2 separate regions of the Pan troglodytes genome follow, and region 1 is linked to region 2. Evidence: chromatin contacts called from public Hi-C data. All regions are on one chromosome and are shown on one strand. The core of a region is the stretch at or near the end of the contact, and the rest is flanking DNA. Distances in the headings are between cores, read along the strand shown.

Evidence for each region. A called contact is a pair of places that touch in the nucleus more often than the background predicts.
Region 1: a contact with region 2 is called in a Hi-C map of stem cell-derived neural progenitor cells, with 3 times the contacts expected there. The contact joins the enhancer-like site here to the promoter of SGK1 in region 2. A contact is called at or near these places in 2 of 7 Hi-C or Micro-C datasets (induced pluripotent stem cells and stem cell-derived neural progenitor cells).

What each region holds. Positions count from the first base shown.
Region 1 is chr5:146,301,102-146,304,716 of NHGRI_mPanTro3-v2.0_pri, forward strand. The region is part of intron 4 of LOC104006989 (a long non-coding RNA gene); the gene reads right to left. Among named protein-coding and RNA genes, the nearest start is that of SGK1, 260 kb to the left of the region's middle. Within about 2 kb of position 2,045, at least 8 of the 24 cell types and tissues checked have an H3K27ac peak or open chromatin away from gene starts, as enhancers often do. A contact at or near this core is called in stem cell-derived neural progenitor cells, where this site is marked.
Region 2 is chr5:146,038,779-146,042,369 of NHGRI_mPanTro3-v2.0_pri, forward strand. SGK1 (serum/glucocorticoid regulated kinase 1) reads right to left here and starts at 1,880. Exons shown (of 12, transcript NM_001302422.1): 1 at 1,749-1,880; 2 at 1,528-1,603; 3 at 1,022-1,097; 4 at 483-587; 5 at 294-377; 6 at 43-174. The coding sequence starts at 1,824.

The DNA.
Region 1 (3,615 bases), core at 795-3,294, 260 kb after region 2:
GGTAAAGTGTCATCCTCACCACATCACATCACATCAAGGGTACTTGCTATCAACACGACATCACTGGTGACGTTAACCTTGATCACCTGGCTGAGGTGATGTCTGTCGGCTTTCTCTGTTGTAAAGTTGCCCTCCGCCCCACCCTTTTCATACTGTATTTTTTGGAAAGGAAGTCACTATGTGGAGCCCACACTTAACAGGGTGGGGAGTTACACCAGAGTCCTTGAGTGGTGAGTAGAACGTTACAGCACAAAAAATTGCTTTTTGTGCACCCTAATGTATACAAATTTTTGAAAAATCACTTAGGATATTAGGGGATCCCAGAATGGAGTGCAGGCTATGACAAAACAATCTAAGTGTATTACAGATGTATAAAATAATTTCCCTGAAGGGGGTGGGAGGAAAGTTGCTGACCTAAACAACTTTAGAAATGAATGGAGACTACAAGACCAAAGGCAAAATAAACTGTAGGTAAGCACTGTATTCTCGTCAATAAAGTTGCATCTCAGGAGTATAGTTTGATTTTGAGGGCGTTATTCATGTGTACTGGTATTGAGCAAATAAATGAGTGGATGGTGGATGGTGGGAGCCAGGTTTCTCACTGTTGGAGTGGAAGGTGACATACAAAGACAGGAAAGAGGCTAGAATGATCCATGTGGTATAGGATTAGAGTTGAGACAACTGTATGCACTCACATTTAGCTTAATATAGATACGAATAATTACATATATAAATACTTATAGATATGTGTACATATAATTATTAGAACACACGTATATATTTCCCTGTTCTGTCAACATTCCAGTAGCAAGAAGATCTTGATTTCTTTTATTTATTTATTTTTTTGAGATGGAGTCTCGCTCTGTCCCCCAGGCTGGAGTGCAATGGTGTGATCTCGGCTCAGTGCAACCTCCACCTCCCGGGTTCAAGTGATTCCCTGCCTCAGTCTCCCAAGTAGCTGGGATTCAAGGCGCCCACCACCAAGCCCGGCTAATTTTTTGTATTTCTAGTAGAGACAGGGTTTCACCATGTTGGCCAGGCTGGTCTCGAACTCCTGACCTCAGGTGATCTGCCTGCCTCAGCCTCCCAAAGTGTTGGGATTACAGGCGTGAGCCACTACACCCGGCCCCGATCTTGATTTCTAATACCATTCTCCAATGGTTACTTGGAGACATGGCTGATTTTAGGACGGGGAAGGGAATACCTAAGATAAGCCTGCAGCATCTTGTAGTTCCAGAAGGCAAGGAGGCACTCAAATGAGAGCAAAAAATAAAAAAATTAAAAAAAAAATCCACAGTGATGGGAATATGTCAAAAAGACACATGGCTGAAAAAGTTCCCAATGGCCAAAACTGAAACAATTTAAGCAAATCAATCAATCGATCAACAGTGCACTGTTGGACTATAACTCAAAGCTTAAGATAAATATCCACATGCCCATACTGATGAAAATAAGTGATTAAAGAACTGAACAAATAGGAGAGAGTAGACAAATCCTCAGTGCAGAAGAATTCCAAATGATTTTTGTAAACCTAATTTTTATACCTATAATTTTCATTTCAATGTCATAGAAAACTAAGTGAATTACTATGAATACTATATTTGTAGAGGAAAGACTAAGGGATGGTAAGGCTGCAGAGCATCCTGCAATTAAAATGAGAAAACCGAAAGTCAAACAAAGTCATCAGTGGGCAGATTTTTATATACTTCAGCCTTAGGTTTCCTTGGTAATAACCCTATCTGGCAACTACTACTTATTCCTACATAGATCTTAAGAACACAGCTCTCTGGAGTCTCCTCATACCTATTTGAATAACGAGGTGTATGTGTCCTCATACAAGAGCACATTCACTTCCACCTATGCACACCCTCGAGAAGAGAAAGGAATGGAATATTTTTGTTTTTATTTGTAGCTAAAACAAGATTTCACTGTTTACTAGTTTCTAAATACCAAAACAATGATGGGATTCTGTCATCTTCCTGGTCACTTACTGCTCATCGCTCACTGTGTGGGGAGTGCAATGAGTCAGTGGCAAATGCTTTGCAGACACGCCCCTTGTTCATCTGAAACGCACAAAGGAGGGGTGGGCTGTGTGACTAAGCCTCTGTGTGGATTCTTACAGTAAGTTATGTTTCTGAGAAACAGGCACTAACAATAGCTCATTTAAAAAACAAAACACAACGAAATAAGCACCATTACAATTGGTGAAAAACATGTTTAATCTTTTGCCTAAGAAAGTTTTGATAGCCCAACATAATTGAAATGGTGGCTATGCATCGTTCCACCCTAGTTACTCTTAACGGCATGTTTTGAGTCACCAAACATGCGTCCTGCTCATCCTTGCCCAGGCAACTGTGAACGACAGCCCTTTCCAGAGGACCTCAGAATGACAGGGGCATGTCACAGCACCTTCCTTTCTTCCAAGAAATGCCAAGTCACAGGGGGTGTTCACTTATTCTCAAGTGACATTCTTGTCCTTAAAATATTTTTTTCCTCCATTATGGTTGTGACAATTGTTAGCATAAATATTAGCCTGAAAGAAGGACAATTCTTATGAAGCCCAAATTGGGTTTAAGTTATAAGTAACAGTGTGTTTTTAAAAAATAACTCATCCTCATCATACAACCAGATAAAGTAGAAATCAATTGTCATATAAGATATACAAAATTTGGGTATAAATAAAAAGATAACAACTGGATTAAAATGATCCTTTGCCATATTTTACTCTCTTGGAAGTGAATTCTGAGCATACATATAATGATATGCCTAAAAAGTGTCAATGACACAGCTATTGTCAATGAAATTAAGGAAATAAAAGACCCAAAATGCTCATACTTAAGATTTGTTAATCCTTATCCCTGGTCAACATTCTATGCAGATCTGAAACTGAAACTATTGCAAAATGATGCAAGACGGTAAGTACTCTCTGGAGTTTGGGTGCATTATTTTTGTAATTCCTTTTATGTAATGGAACTATTTCTTTTTCCAGGGCCATATAAACACCTGAAGAGAGGACAATGTCAGGTCGACAGATTGTGGAATTTAGATTCAGCACCTAAGCTATTTGAGGTTGACACTCACTGAAATCTTGAGTGTTTGCACCTGCTGTGGAATAAGTCATTGTCCTTGGACACCTTACAAGGTGGAGTTTGTGCACATTTGGGAAGAAGGAGGCGGCTGGCAGAGTGACTTCCTTATCGACCCACTCACCAGCATCTCCATCTCCCTCAGAGGGTGCTGTCCACCTACCGTGTTTTGTTTACATCAGTAGCAAAGACATATGAATCATCTTCCACTTTTTAGCTATGAATGAAGAAGTAACCTCTGACACCCACTAGTGCGACTGGCCCTTACATGCTGGTATATGTCAGACTCTTAGCATCACTCTCATTTCATACTGCTGTTGATGATGTGAATTTTGGAAATATTCTCCCCTATTGGGTCTTTCTCCATGACAGATGATGTCCTTTGGCTTCGGTTTTTTGCCTAAGAACTGTAAGTGGTGCTTGCTAGCTCTACTAAGAATCCTGCCATTGTTGCAAATTTCAGAAAAAAGGTAATGCATTTAAGGAAATTTTCCCTTTGTTACAATTATTTTCTTTCTCTATTAAGTAG
Region 2 (3,591 bases), core at 630-3,129:
GTGCAGAGACACTAAGAGTTGACTTCTATCCCCCCTGCTCACCTCTCCACCATTAATGTAGTCTAAGACAAAGTACAATTTGTCAGCAGTCTGGAAAGAGAAGTGAAGGCCCACCAGGAAAGGGTGCTTCACATTCTTCAACAGAACATTCCGCTCCGACATAATATGCTTCTCCTAGGAAAATGACGATTCAGATTTAGTGGCATGTTTCAACTTGGCACCAACATTCCAGGATCAAGATTATTCAAGGAGTGTCTACCGCCAATGCCAGCCCCATCAAGCACATCTCATACCTCTTTCTTTTTCAGGATTGCTTTCTTCTGTAAAACTTTGACTGCATAGAACACTTCTTCTGCCTTGTGTCTTGCTAGAAGAACCTGAAATTTCAATTTAAAAAAAATCATTTTTCTATCCTCATCCAGGGAGAATGTAAAAGAGGACACGAAGGAAGTGTACCAAAAGATCTTCAGATTTGAAATTACCTTTCCAAAACTGCCCTTTCCGATCACTTTCAAGAAGTGAAAGTCAGATGGTTTAGCATGAGGATTGGACGACGGGCCAAGGTTGATTTGCTGAGAAGGACTTGGCTAGAAAAAAAAAAAAAGAATTTCTTTTAATACCATTGCTTCAAAGGAAGACATCTATAATATAAACGATGTAGAAAATGTTACATCTACAAATGACTGATGCAAATGACCATACATCTATAAACATTCAAAACTACATTTCATCACATTTCAAATGAGTATGGAAACTGCACACAATCATGTTGTTTCAGACAGATAAAACCTTTTTATGAAATATGCCTTTTAAAATAACCACTTTGGAAGTAAAATATGCCCAGGAAAAAAAATAATACTCTGACTCAATACTTAAATATTTATATCACTTGTTATGCCATAATGAAGCATTCCTGCCTTGATACTAATTTCTAGAAATGCTATTTTAATCCATTAATGTAGGAATACTAACTGACTCCCTTACAGTTCTCCACAGATGCACGGCACATACAAAAACTTACTGGAGGAGAAGGGTTGGCATTCATAAGCTCAGGCTCCTGAGGTTGGGAGATTTTCAAGATGGACTGAACTTCAGGGCTGCAGAGAATAAAGGGCACGATTTAGAATCCAGCTCGCCACTAGGGGGCACACCAACATCAAAAGTGAGTTTCTGGCTCTACCGACTTCTACCCGGATAATTCACTGTTTAAACTGAAAATACCCCAATACATTAGTCAGTTAAAGAAAATAATAAACCCCATTAAATACAGAAATAAGGATTGTTGCTCATGGAGAAAGGCCGTGAATTCGGCCGACACGAACCATTTATCTTACATCTCCAGTTCAAGCCAAATCAGCAAATTAACTTTAATGTTTAAAATGTGTCAAATATATTAGAATTTAAGGAGAAATGAGATCCCCACCCCAGAAGAAGTCTTCGCCTTCCCGATAAACGCCGTGATGAGAATGTTTACCGCTGGCAAATTCAAACTATACTAGTTATTTCCTCAAATCCGGTCAAACTTACTGTTTGCATGCATAGGAGTTATTGGCAATCTTCTGAATAAAGTCGTTCAGACCCATCCTCCTCTGCTTCATGAAAGCTGTGGATGAAGGAGGAGAAATAAAGAAACGTTTAGACGGCTTCATAACGTCCGGCGCCACACACACTAATCTGATCCGGGACTTTGAAAAAATTTCCACTTTGCGTCTCCTGGAGCAGAAGTCCCACAAGATTCCTGAACTCACCGATGAGAACTGCCACCATGCCCCTCATCCTGGAGTAAGTGAGGGTGCCCTTAGCAGCCTCAGTTTTCACCGTCATCACCACCGCGGGGACACAGAAAGACGTTAGCGCTCAAAGACCGGCTCGGCGTATGCTGCGCCAGGCCGCGCGCTCGGCCCTATAAACAAGGCACCGCCGCGGGGGCGGGGCCTGCGCGACACTGAGAAGTGGCCCCGCCCTTCGCCTCGCCCTTCGCCTCGCCCCTCGCCCCGCCCCGACGGCCTCGCGGTTTGCTGGCGGCTACGCTGCCTGCGGCGGGCGGTTCTGTCCCCATTGAGAGGGCGAGCCCCGGGCGGGGGCGCGAGGACCGCCCGGGGACGGCCTGGCGCAGGGCCGTTATCAGTCTCCATCGGCTCCTGGGGCAGGAGAGAGAGAACGCGCCGGCGGAGGGGGCGGGGAGGGCCGGAGAGCCCGGGGTAGTTTTCCACCTCTCTCATTTATTCCGCCGCCGGAGAAAGCCGGGTTCGCAGCGCCGAAGCGCTTCCCGGCTGGTGCGCGGCGGCCACGGTGGCTTAGCTCACTGTCCCTGCAGATACCCTCTCCCTGGCCAGGCGCCGTCCTGCGGCCGGACCCCCACCCTCCTCCCCAGCCCGAGCCGGCGGTGCGCGCCACCCTCCGGGGTTTATCCCTGGGGCGCAGGCCTCCGCGCGCGACCTCGCCTGCCAGGTCCTCCCGTTCCCGCCGCCGGGACCCCGGCCCCGAGAACTCCGACGAAAGCCGGCCCCTGCCTCCGAGCCGCTCTGGGGAAGTGAGCCAAGCCCCCAGCGGGGCCGGCGGCGGCGCTTACCCAGTCCGCTCAGCAGGAAGGACTCGCTCCTTTTCTGCGCCTCGGCCCTCTTTTTGTGGCGGGGCCGCAGCAGGGACTCGAGCCGGGCTCTGGCCAGCGCGCCCTGCATCTCCCCCATGGGCAGCGGGCGGCGGGGCGCGCGGCAGACGAGAGCGACCGGCGAGCACTGACGTTTCCTTGAAGGAGCCGCCGTGACTCAGGCCGGGCAAGATTTCCTGCCCCGAGTCCCAAAACAAACAAATGGCCCTTGTGCACGGTCGGGTCGCTTCCGAAAACGCCTTTTTTGTGCTTTTGGCCAAAACCAAGCAAGGCTGAAAAATCCCAGAACTTGGAAGAGGAGGAAGGAAGGAAAGAAAGAGGGAAAAGGGGGAGGGAGAGGTCAGGAATGTGGAGGGGAGGGGGCGGAAATAAAAGTCGTCTCTGCACTAAAGGAAGAAGTACAATCTGCATTTCACTTTTTTTTTTCTGAAGTAATCTCTGAGAACATTTTGTCCGTTCCGCATGTAATTTTTTTCCTTGCATTTTTAATCTCTGCCATGCCAAGAACACGTGAGGAGGTAACAAGCGAAGGGAGGGGTAGCTTTGCCCGGGGGCCGACCTGGCGTGACCCGGGCATCCTCGATTCCTCTGTGGGGCCTGCTCCTCTCCCGCTGTCCCACCTGAAAACCCTGCAGGTCATGATACATGGTCTTAAAATCGTCCCTACCCTCCCTGGGTTTAACTCAAGGCTGCCCCAGGGCTTCTTAGTTTTGCCACCTCGCTCTTTCTTTATATGAGTCCCACATAAACTGTGACTTTATCCTGAAAGATTAGCCGGGTGACTCCGCTGCAGAAGGCAGGGAAGAGAGGGAAGCTGGAGGCGGCGGCCCGGGCTCTGCAGAGCAGCGATGCCGGTGCCTTCCAGTAACCCCGCGGCTGGGGGATGTCTGGGAGCCGCAGCCTGACCGCCGGCGCGGGGATGTGAGCCAGTGCTGGCCGGGAAGCCGCGAGCACAGCGACTGGGCCCGGAGCGGACAGTT